Regions from separate parts of the Anas platyrhynchos genome. Here region 1 is linked to region 2. Evidence: chromatin contacts called from public Hi-C data. All regions are on one chromosome and are shown on one strand. The core of a region is the stretch at or near the end of the contact, and the rest is flanking DNA. Distances in the headings are between cores, read along the strand shown. Region 1 overlaps ARIH1 (ariadne RBR E3 ubiquitin protein ligase 1). Region 2 overlaps ARIH1 (ariadne RBR E3 ubiquitin protein ligase 1).

What was found. A called contact is a pair of places that touch in the nucleus more often than the background predicts.
Region 1: a Hi-C map of subcutaneous adipose tissue shows a contact between it and region 2, with 1.7 times the contacts expected there. The contact joins two enhancer-like sites. A contact is called at or near these places in 3 of 8 Hi-C or Micro-C datasets (skeletal muscle, small yellow follicle and subcutaneous adipose tissue).

The regions. Positions count from the first base shown.
Region 1 is chr11:13,551,373-13,557,513 of IASCAAS_PekinDuck_T2T, forward strand. All of the region lies in intron 1 of ARIH1 (ariadne RBR E3 ubiquitin protein ligase 1), which reads right to left. Among named protein-coding and RNA genes, the nearest start is that of ARIH1, 12 kb to the right of the region's middle. Within about 2 kb of position 4,024, at least 3 of the 8 cell types and tissues checked have an H3K27ac peak or open chromatin away from gene starts, as enhancers often do. A contact at or near this core is called in subcutaneous adipose tissue, where this site is marked.
Region 2 is chr11:13,513,565-13,519,358 of IASCAAS_PekinDuck_T2T, forward strand. ARIH1 (ariadne RBR E3 ubiquitin protein ligase 1) reads right to left here. Exons shown (of 14, transcript XM_027466213.3): 10 at 4,272-4,402; 11 at 4,118-4,175; 12 at 2,550-2,810; 13 at 1,609-1,721. Among named protein-coding and RNA genes, the nearest start is that of BBS4, 6.1 kb to the left of the region's middle. Within about 2 kb of position 2,972, at least 1 of the 8 cell types and tissues checked has an H3K27ac peak or open chromatin away from gene starts, as enhancers often do. A contact at or near this core is called in subcutaneous adipose tissue, where this site is marked.

The DNA.
Region 1 (6,141 bases), core at 2,774-5,273, 39 kb after region 2:
TTTGGTATGAAGAACACTTTGGCTTCTACTACTTTTCACTCCAGCTTCTGGGTGTAAAGGGGACCCTTCCCAAAGGCAGCATCACACCCAGTGTTTTGCTCCTCCTGGGGTCTCCCATCACCAGAAATCCCAACGTGGGAGCAAAGCTCAGCAGATCCGTGCAAGCAATGAGCCACGTCTATGGTTTCCGGAGCTGCCGCCGAGCGGCTGTAGCTGACACAGTGAGAGAGAAGCGGAGTGGGAGCACACGGGTGCCGAGCGTGTTTCCGAATGGGTTTGTTCAACCCATTGCCTCCCACTCACCAATTTGCAAAGACTTGCCTTAAAAGAGTAGGAGAAGGTGATGGCATCATTTCCATATAATTCGTTCAGTTTACTATTTTGGTGGCTCCCTAAAGTCTCCCATTGCTGCGGAAGAAAACAGCACACGGCGCAGCAGCTGAGCTGTAGAAGGGGTGATTTTAGGCGCCCCATACGTGACCCAAAAATAGTTCTGGCATTCCTGAATGCAAAGGGCCCACCTGTTCATCCAGGCAGAGGTCAGGTCTTCGGTAACCACCACTTCCCCCTCAGGCCAAAGCTTGAGCCAACATCTCGTGCCTCACAGCACTGCTGCTGTTAGGGTGAGAAGTCACTGAAACAAACAGATGGGTATTCGGAAAAAGCACTCAGAGCCCTCTGGTTCCCAAATCATCAACAAGGTGCCATCACTTTCCCTGCTCATCCACCGTGTATCACTACCACAAGCACTATCCACAACGTGTATTTCAGCCCCATCCCCTCCTGCTGTTACACAGAACTGCTCTTCCAGACCTCCAGGCTCCAATTTTTCCCCTTCTGTCCCCTCTGAGCCTGCACTACAAAGCTTCTCACCCCACTCCACTTCGTTTTGACCCACCAGTTGCTGCACTGTTCATGTAAATGTACTGCAAACAGATCCAATTGTGCCAAATACAGAGGAAAAGTGTTGGTTTTCTCTAGACCACAAGCACCTCAATAGCAGAAAGCAGCAGCAATCGATACTTTTAGTCCCACAGAAGAGATGCAAGGTTATGGGTTCAATCTTTGTCTCAAACCAATAAGACAATTCACTAGCACGGAGCTTGAAGGAAAGCGAACAATATTGATTCAAGAGGAACACAAAAGCTGATTTTGCCACGGAAAGGAATGACCCCAAATGACAGCGGTGGAATTCAGCGAGGGGGCAATGGGTACCATAACCCCTCAGCTCTGCAACAGGGCTGCAAAGAGCAGCGTTTTTAGAAAAAACTTACACTCTGAGAATGGAAAAAGCCCTCCTGAACCCTTTCCAGTGCCTGTGCACCGACAGTACCTTTGACTGGAAGAACAAACAGGACAGTGACCGGGCAGAGCAGTAAAACGGGCTCGTCAGAACCTGCTCTGAAGCAGCTGCATCCCACTGCTACCAGAAGCAGCTCTGAAAGTATTTGTTTTGGCAGCAACACAAGCTCGTGCAACTGCTGACCTCTCCGCGGTGGGAGCACGACTGCCTGCACAACTACAAGTGAAGCAGACGAAGGCACTGACCCAGGGAAGGGGTTTCCTGGTTTATTTTAACCCAGACCACTTCTGGGACCAAGATCATGGTGAGGCCAGACAGCCAAGTTGGCACAACTTGGACAAGAGGGTCCTGCTTCCAACAAGTTTTTCTGTTTGGGAGATCACTGCCCAGAGCCATGTGCCAGACATGTCCAAGTTGGGTTCTCCTGCCAGATCATCTGGTCCTGAAGGCTTGAAAGCTCATCAAGGTATGATTTGATGCACATTACTGAAGCAACCCAAAACAGCACGTTGGGGTTTGGGGGGAAATGCTGTCTTCTCTGGGTGCTCACCTCAACTTCAGAACAAATTGCTGCTGGGAAAGCCCAGATCTGCCCGTGGCACCCCCAGAGCCTGGCCTGCGTGCAGGGAGAAGATGGTAAAGGAATACAGCTGAAAAGGGAACATTGCCGTACAAATGCTTTTTCCTTTAAATCATTTTACAGAAGTGTGAGCTATCACAAAAAAAGCTGTCCCTGCTTCTTTTTCCTCCCTCAGACGCGTATCAGAACATTAATTTTGCTCTTTCCCCACAGTCAGCACTGTGCATTGCCGGATTCTGGTCCAGAGCCAGACTCACCCACAGGACTTTACCCGTTCCATGGGCTCAGTACCTCTCGGCAGGAACCTGGCGCTGTTCCTCCCCATCAAGTAGCAAAGGCGCTGCTCTGCCAGCTCCACAAGGCCCAGCAGCTCATGGACCATAAGGAGCAGGCTGCCTCGACCCTGCTCAGCAATAGCTGGGCCTTCTCCATGGGTTTTGCATGCCCTTGGGTAACACAACTTCATTTTTGCTGCTTAAGCACCTGGTTAAACCACTGCAGCACTCAACAGGCAGTTCTGCTGCCTCAGAAGGATGCTGCCAGCAGACCTGTGAAGAAGGCAGAAACTGGAATTCACCCCAGGAGGAAATCAGTCCAGTACCATACGACCATGCACAATGGTTATGAAACCCTTTTTTTTTTTTTAATGTCAGTTTTACAAAACAAAAACATTCCACGTGTTCTTCTCAAAGAAACCAACCCATCACTTCATTCCCAAAGATCTGCTACTCTGCGTTAAAAATCTGTATACTAGAACAGAACTGACTGAAAAACGCCTATCCCACAAGGTACCTGCACCAAAGTCCTTCCTGGAAGAGTATCCTGCAGTATTTCTGTGATGTCAAAAGACTGGATTTTTCTGGGAGAAAAAAAAAAAATCCAGTGAAGAAGTAACAATACCGTGACATACTTCAAGTGTGCAGCAGAAGTCAGGCAGAGCAGATGAGAACATTTTCCTGACACCCATGGCAGCGACGCACGCCAGGAAGGGCAAATTCCTGACAACTTGTGCTTGCTTTCCCGTAGACAATTTCTATAGCAGATCTGCCTCTGGGCTCAAACATGTGCCAAGAAAACAATAACAACTAATTGATTTTCTGGATTAAGCGCTGCAAGTTCTCTGGAACGGTCTCTGGTATCTCCAACTGCCCTTTCCTGGTCTCAACAGTTCTTCCAGATGATGATTATGAAAGAACGAGTGAGCTGCCTTCAGACAGCATGCAAGCAGAGGATCAGAACCAAGCAATAGTCAACTCAAATACGTCTCAAACCGTCAGGGAATCTGGTTCCTGATAAAAGCAGGTGGAAGACAATGGGGAATATCTATACCATCACGGCATGCTCACACAGACAGATGAGAGCTTTATCACAGGAGAAAGAGAATCCAACCAAATTGTGCCTGCCTTGAGCCCACTGCCTTCATGTTGACTCCTCTAAAATCAATCATTTCCACAGATATCCTGAGCACACCTTCACCCCAAAGGATGCTGCTGGCACAAACATGGCTCTTCTGTCCCGGCAGCTGTTGCAGTGCTTGGTTACACGGCGCTTTGCTCTTCCGAGAAGAAGTTTGAACAAAAGGACAGGCTAACCCCCTTAGCAAAAGGCAGAGCTCCTGGGTTCAGAGGTGCTTGCAGGGGAAATGCTCTCTGCTCCAACATCTTGAAGTACCACACCTGTGCAGCCCGTGCCCTGAATCCAGGCTTCCTCTTCAGAACATTGCAATTAACATTTTCCAACAGAGAAGGTACACAATGAGCAGAAAACGGTAGGGCAAAATAACTTCAATGAGCAGCATTCGAGTAGCACTCAAAAATCAATCACTTAAAAATCTACCACGAAAGCTAAACAAATCCCACCCCAATACAAGACCACCTCTCACTGCAGCGGCCAGGTTATCTCAAGTAAGTTTTGAGACAGGGCCACAGGTGGCACACAGCCGCTCAGCCTGTCAGACAATGTGACTGATGACACACACGGACTCGGCAGAAGAATGTTTAGCCAGAGGCACTTCGCAAGCAAATTTTTAGGGAGAAATCCTTAACGTCCTTCCATCTTATCTTCCTTCCCCAGGTCTGGGTTTGGTGAGCATCCAAAAGTTCCATATCTCTCCCCTCCAGCCCTTATTGCTTCCGATGGCGTCCCCTGCTCAAGGCAGGGCACACTTTTAGTCAGTGGGCAGAGAGGAGCCTTCGCCGCTTACCAGGACAGCAACATGCACCGTAATTCTCAAGCAGAAACACTCCTTGGGCTGACTTCATTTCTTCGTGTTGCTGCTGCTGCTGCCACCTTCTCTTTTCCAGCCCTCACCGTGCGTTACCGCCGCAGCAGCTAGCAGAAAGACGGACAGTCTCACCCAGCTGGGACACGAAACAGGAAGAACGTAACCCTCTGAAGTAGCTGCTGGCCAGATGTGGTTTCACACACACGATATCACCTTGAGGAGCAAGTCTCCCCTAGCAGAGCCTACAACCCTCAAGTCGCACAAAAACACAAAATCAAAGTTGGGGACCTTCGTGCTTTTCAACCTGACAGGCCCAGGAAGTCATCGCCGGTGCATCTTGGGGACATAATCTTTGGCAACGTTCTCACCTTGGCAAAAGCTCCGGAGCAGATGTGGTTACGGCATCTATCACTTCCCCCCACAGAAAAGCAGCTCTACCTGCAGAAGCACTATTTTCTGGCAGAAGTTGCATCTGCACCAGGAAAACCTGCCAGCATCCTTTCCCCAACAAGCCTCTTCTAGCTCAGACCACTTCTTACTGATGACTTTGCAGTTTACTTACCACACTCTGCTCATTTAGTTGTACTCAGTTTTATAGCCAGCAAAACGGAGCCCCAGCAACATCCCATTTTACGAGCCAAAACTTCCACTGGAGAGGTGATTTTGCCTGTTTACACCTCAAAACTTTCCTGCACAGAAGCCACCAGTGAAGAAAGGATGTTCTGGAGGCACAAAGAGTTTGGTGATTCCTCTGTTGATGCTCATTTATGCCACTGAATAAGGCACAGTCACACCTGCTCCAACTGCTGCACATCTCCAAGTGCCCCCCCTCCAGTTAGTTCCCTTCTCAGCCACCCCAAAAAGCAACATGGGTCCCTACACCACAATCTCTTCCTAGAAGCATCCTCTGTTAGTACCATGACTGCAAGCCCGCTGAAGGGTCCCTAAGGAACACAGCAAAACCTGGCAGCAACAGCACCGAGCCCTGCACACTCCCATAAGCTACCTACAAAGCACCCACGAGAACTCCTTCAAGCCATGCTGCTGTTAAAAAACAGCACTTGGTGTGTCTCAAAACTGTCCTTATCATTCACATCCAGAGCACACAGCATCCCAGCCAAAAAAGTCAACACCAGAGATAAAAGGCTCTATCCCAAGTAGTGACCCCCAAAGAGGATTATTAACACGAGAAGGCAGATGAGATTCAGAAATTAAAGGCGGCAGGCCAAGAAGCATGTTTTTTGTTGTTGTTGTTTTTTTTTTTTTTTTTTTTTTTTTTTTTACTAATTTCTCAAAATTTATACCAGTTTCTATACAGTTTTCAAACCCATTTGCAATACACAGCACAGATTTCCCATCTGGAAGTAAATTATCTCATTGCTTAAATGCAATAGTTTAAGACCTTATCAAGTTATACTTAATCTTAACTGTCATAGCTAACTAAACTCGCCTTCACTATCAGCTATCTGTCCAACACAAAAATACCTTCAGGTGTTCATTTCACCTCTTAGCAATACAAATAAGGAAGCTTCAAACGCATCACTTTATCAAGTAAGATAAAGCTGAGTATGAGAAGGGTTGTTAGAGCACATGCTAATGCATACATAAAATATGTATGAAATTGAAGAATAAACCCAAGTTGCTCAGAGAGCCTTTCAAGTCATCACAGAAGTATTACTAATTACCCAAACAAGGATGTCAGACATGTTTGTTCATCAGATCTTCATAGTAATTAGAAATTGTTACTTAATCTTCTGTATGCACACACCAGGTGGGATTTTACCCTGAAGACTTCCACTTCACACGAAAACAAATTTCACATTAATAGCACCTATTGGGTTCGTTTATTGAGGAATGCAGAACAGGAACCTGCGTTTTTCATTGTAAGGCAGGGACTCATTGCCTGGGCTTACCAGAACTTGTCAGAGCTCCCAGAAGAGAAATGAAATGCTGACTACATGCTGGAGTGCTCTTCCATCGCTTTATTAAGAAGTTGGTGTTCGTTCTAGCTTTGAAATGCATCGATCAGCGAAG
Region 2 (5,794 bases), core at 1,722-4,221:
GTACATCATAGCAGCCTGAACTCAAATGTTTAATGCCCTAATACTGTTAGCATTCAGTATCAGATCAGATCAACAGATTTATCTGAATAAAACTGTTCTGGCTCTTCTCCCTGCCATCAGCTGTTGCAACACACGTCCTCGTACACCAAGTCCCACTGATTTTTACAAAGCATGCAATAAAGAACATGCACGATAACTGCTTTCCCAACTTCAGTTATTTTGTTGTCGATGAGAGGGTCAATTCTGTTTTCTAGAAATATCTTTGCAAGCTAGGAAATCAGTTTCCCAGTCTTTTAAACCCCATCTGACCACCTTGATAACATCCTTGGTCTCAATCTTGCATCACTGTAACCAGTACACAAAGAGCACTGCGCAGGACATGATTAAGACATGACTGAACTAGTTAATTAGGGACCTGCACAGGCTTGACAGATGCATACTGTTTTCCCAGAAACTTGAAGGCAGACTGAGGATATATGTTGTCAGGCAATTCAACCTATACAATTTTTAATTTCTTCTGGATAGCTGTAGCCATCCCTAGAAGGGCATCCAGTTTCACAGAAACAAAGCAAACAGCTGCTTGAGCTGAGGTTCCAACTTAGCGGCCATTTTAAAGGCTAAGTTACAAAACTTATCCAAAGAGGAAGTCTGAAAGCCTTGTCCAGTCCCAGCCCTGCTGCCAGACCCTTTGGCAAAATTGGCCACAGGCCCACTGTGAGTTAATGGCTGCTTCTTCCACTCCCCAGCATTCCTTAATCACTAAAGCTTACCCTACTTGGGCATTTATTTTTTTTTTTTGCCCCCAACCTAGACACGACAAGTTTAGCGACTTTGGCAAAATGCCTCAAAAAAATGCAAGCCATAATCCTGTGACTCATCCACATTTACAGCTTTGAAATTTTCCACTGTGCAGAAGCGATTCCCCAGGGACCGTAAAAAGCACTGGCATTTCTGTCACCTGGGCCCCACTTCTGCTCCCTTTCAGGGCTGAAGAGGTTACTCTCTCCTTCTTCTTCAGTACAGCTTTTTTGCACCCACTTTTTGCTCGGGGGACACACTGTGCAAGCAAGACAATGAGAAGAGCTGTCTGCTTTCTTATGGCAATGCAACCTAGGCCAAAGTTGTTGGTTGGGAACAACAAAGTCACTCCTTGTTTTCCTTTGGCAGGTCCTGGCCACTCCCCAGTGCTCCTTCTCTGTAGCGCATGAAGAGCCTTTGCTTTTGGTCACAAGATTTTTCTGTTCAGGGCTTGAACCTTCTAGCTACTGCTCAGCAGAGCAGATGCAAAGAAGAGCTAGGAGCCACCTCCCCTGAGGGCTGGTCCCAGCAGGGGCACAAAAACACACTGCCAGCAGCTGTGAAGCCCCCTGCACGAGGGCTTCACTGCCAGCAATTTCAGGCTCTGGCACAGGACACTGCTGTTCTGAGATGCCCAGGGACAGGCTGATGATCACAATGTATGGCAGAGGGCCAACAGCAAACAGCTTCCCAGGGACATGACTCTGGAGAAAACAGTAACTTGGCAAATACATGCTGCTACCCACCACAGGAGAAGGCATTACAGGTGCTAGAGCAGCTTTGAGATACGAGGATTTTTCAGAAACAAACCTGTACTTATCCTGTACTTTCTGCTTTATGTCTTGCAGCGAATCTTGGGAGATATCTCGCTCAAGGTACCCAGAAAGCACCTCTGTAGCATTCTCTAAGTCTGCTTGGTTATTCTGCAAAGACAAAAAAAAAAGTGTTTTTAGATGGAAGGGAAGATTTTTCTGTCAATCCAACCAAAGTAAAAAAAAAAGAACAGGGTGAGATATAAACCATGTAACACTGCAGTAACCTGCTCTGAGCACTGTGACTGAAAAAGCAGAAACTTCATTTGATCAGAAGAGAACCGTTACATCTCCCAGCAAGCCCTATTCCTCCCTCGATCTGCAATATCCTGGCAAGTCTAAGGAATCTTTTCCTTACTACTACATTGCAGTACAAGCCAAATGGTCTCCCATTATGCCCTTAAGTCTATTTCCACACCCCCCCCCAGCATTGGCACAGCTGTACTGACTCCTGGTACATACAGCTTTGACTACTGTTCAGTAGTTTGGTGCACCCTGACCACACAGCCCAGAAGCCTTATGCTTAAGTTCTGCACATAGACCAGTGAAGGATTGCTGTAAACCTTAAACAGTCAATACAGCTTCACGGGTGAAACAGACTGTGTAGGTTGTCAAGAGCAATTTTAATGGTAGTGCCCTTGCAAAAAAGTCAGCACCAGGGAAAGGCAAAACACTGGCGTTAAGTTTAATGCATTCTTTTGCCAGTTCAAGCCAGAACCCCAATACTTTTTTTTTTTTTCCCCTCAGAGTGCAGCAACAAGTAGCAGTATTTCATCCTCCAGCAGAGGATCTACAAAATGCCTAGCAGGGCATTTACAGACAACAATATTTAGAACGACTCACTTCTGTACAACTGGGGACAACAGCTTCTCCAAGCGCTACACCCCTATGCCACTTATCTTTGTGATCTGAACTCCTGACAATCATGTTTTCTCCTACCTCAAAGATAATGGACTGATTATTCTTTTTGAGGTAGAAGGCAAAGACGTAAGTGTACATGAGTGTGGCACGACACTGGCAGAGGACGTCGACTGCTTTCTTCAGGAACTGCACCTCGATCCATGACATGTTGTGCTGCTGCATCTCCTCCATTTTCTGCTTCACCTGAGCATAGAGCTTGTGCTCAAAGCGCAGGCTCTGCATGTGGTTCATATAGCGGTTGCAGTAGAATAGGTACCTCTGCAGGGCTGCTCTGGATCGCTGTGTTAATTCCCATTAGGGAAAAAGAGAACAAATAGTTAAAACAAAGTAATGGCTGCAAGAGAAGTAAGCCCTTCACAAAGCTCTTCCTGACCCTGAGAATGAGCTTCCTTTCCAAAGGTGTTTCCTCTCCTCACACGTTGGCCAGATTCAGACGGCGCCACTTTGTGCGGCACTGTTAACCCTGACATTGTGCACAGAGGAGAGGCCAGACCCTCTGCAGCTCCCTGTCATGCAGGGGACTTCCTAGCACAGCTGCAGCATCCTCACTCCCAACCTTGAAAGTAATTGAAATCACATTGCTGAAGCCTAAAGCTTTTTTGTTTTAATTTCAGCCTCCCCTCTCAAGTTACAAGGACCTAAATGCTTCCAGTGTCATAACAGACAGCCAGGAGCAGATTTTCCTTTTTTGGCTAATAAAGAATTCTAATTAAACAATTATTGTGCTTGTGTTAAGAGGGCAACCTTAGGTTGCCTAGGCATGTCGATTACAGAGCAGGGGAAAGACGCGATGTGCTAAGTAGCACAAGAGAACCAAGATGACTCAATACACAGCCATTAATCTTATTTTCTTCTCACTGACAGATCAGCTGAAAACAAGGACAACATGGGCATGGTTAAACTTGCAGAGTGGATGTACAAAGGTAGCACACGCCAGCCAAAGTCATCCCGATCTGCAGGAGGAGGGGCTGCAGGAAATACTTTGGTTCTTGGCTGTAACGGTACTTTGACAGAGATGCAGGAAATGGATTTCTGCAAGCTGCAGCACACAGCGTGCAATCCCTCCCCATTAAAAGAGACTTTGGCTCTGCTAGCCATATTCACAAAGCAGTTCAAGGTAGCTGCAGCTTCACTCCCAATTTCTACTTCTGTCAGGCCTCCAAGTATAGGTATTGGAACAACTGAAGTCTACTCTATTTACATTCAAAAGGTCTGCTGTGTTTAAACTCCTCGGGATTAGCACTAAGAACTTTGCAGTGAAGAGCATTTTCCAAAGGGCGTTGGGATTGCTGTCTCAGACCCACAGCATTATGACGACTTCATGCAGGAGCTGCTATAAAACAGGCAAGGCAGCATGACAGATAACAACTGAGTTAACAAGTTCTCTACGCTGCACTGAAGTGATTTTGAACCTTCCCCCCACCCAGCGCAAGGCAAGAATTCAAAGCTGCTGGTGAACATAACTGTCTTTTGGCTTCGTGCCCAAATCCAGGAAATTCCTCGCGGCTGGTTTACAGGTTTACAGAAAGCCTAAAAGCATGCACAGAGCTGCGGAGCTCCCTCACCGCCAAAGGTTATGGACTCACCTCCTGTGCATCCCTTGCTGCCTTTGCATCATCCTCGTTGTAACGATTGCAGTTGTACCTGTAACGGGGACACCGATGCCACAGAGTTCAATTCAAAACTCGATGCAGGTTCTCTCGTGGCTGCCTCGCCTTCCCACCACGCTTCTGAACTCACCAGGCAGATCCATGGGGCTCCCAGGGGCCCAGACACACCCAGCAGAACTCAGCTTTGCAGTTCTGGTTCCGACAGACCATGTGGTTGCAGCCCCCGTCCTTCTCGATGGTGACATGGCATTTTGGGCACTCCTGTGGACAGGACACAGAGCACTGTCAGCACGGAAAGCGAGGCGGGCTTAGTCACAGGCATCCCTTAAAAATCTTAGGAAGTGAGAAGGGTTCTCACGGCAGTAAGAGACTGCACATCGGGTGAAATACCCGGTTTAATTTTTCCCTTTGATCATCAAGGTCCTCTTCAAAGTTAAGTCTCCAAATAATTCCAACCTCAGAGCAGCTAGACAGACCAAAAAAGCAACAAATATCACCTTCGTTGCTATCATACATTGCTAATGGTACAAGAGATGGATAATTTCATGACCTTCTCCAGAGTTACAATGGTAGCAGCGATGGTTCATAATTGCCCAGGGGAAGGCATCTGGCTTTCCTCACCAAGTGTTTGGTCCACTGCAGCACTCAAACTTCAAAAAAGCCTAGCAGTGAGCTGGTATCACGCTGCTATCAATCCGAGACACCTGCAAGTTGTGAAATGTCATCCAAAAAGTATCCGAAAACTAGCAGCAAGAATCCATTGTGCTTCAAAGAAGCCTCTGTCAGCTAAAAAGACAATGCTCCTCCTGGGGCATTTCCACACTTCCCGTCAGGCTCCTTTTCTCCTCTTCATGTAACACCTCACTGAAGGCTTTTCTTACACAAGTCCACGTGGGGCTTCCTTTTCAGGTGTAAGGCTTCTGTCGAGTATGAGCATATCAAAGAGCAGCACTGCACGGGGAAAATCTTCGGGGAAGATCATATATATATTTTTTAATAACACCAGTATCACTCCCATAGATCAGCAGAATATGGCCACTTTCCAAAACGACATTCACCTCATGCAGAATATAAATGACTTCTGTAGTGTCCTACTGAGTACACAAAGCTGAAGTAGCAAAACCACGCTGAGCTGCATCTACAGGTGAAGGAAGCCAGTCCAGCTCATCTGCTGCTTGTTCCTGCCCCTCTGGCACTTCTCTCATGCTGGCAATACCAGAATTGAACCGAGAAACAACTTGGGTTAAAACCAAGCAACGAGTACAGTTGGACAAAAACAAAACAAAAACATCTAGGCTGGATCAGCCCAGCTCATCACACAGCCACACCAGCATTTGGGAAGCTATACAGGGCACAACCCAACACATTGGTGCACACACACTCCAGACGTCCCAAGCACTACCACATAAGCTACATTTGCATGCAGGTTGGTCTGTTTGTGCTGTAAGAGCAGAATCTGCACAGTTACATACTCAGAGTATAACTGAGAGGTGCCAAAGACCATCATGGTCTCCACCTGTCAGAGATGACCTGTCTCACTAGATGAGCAGGCTACAAGGGGAAAAAAAGACAAGGGAGAAGATGCTGGCATGAAACTGAACTTGGTTTTGGCCTTCACGATTGAAGTGCTCTGAGCTGCTTGTGCTCAGCAGT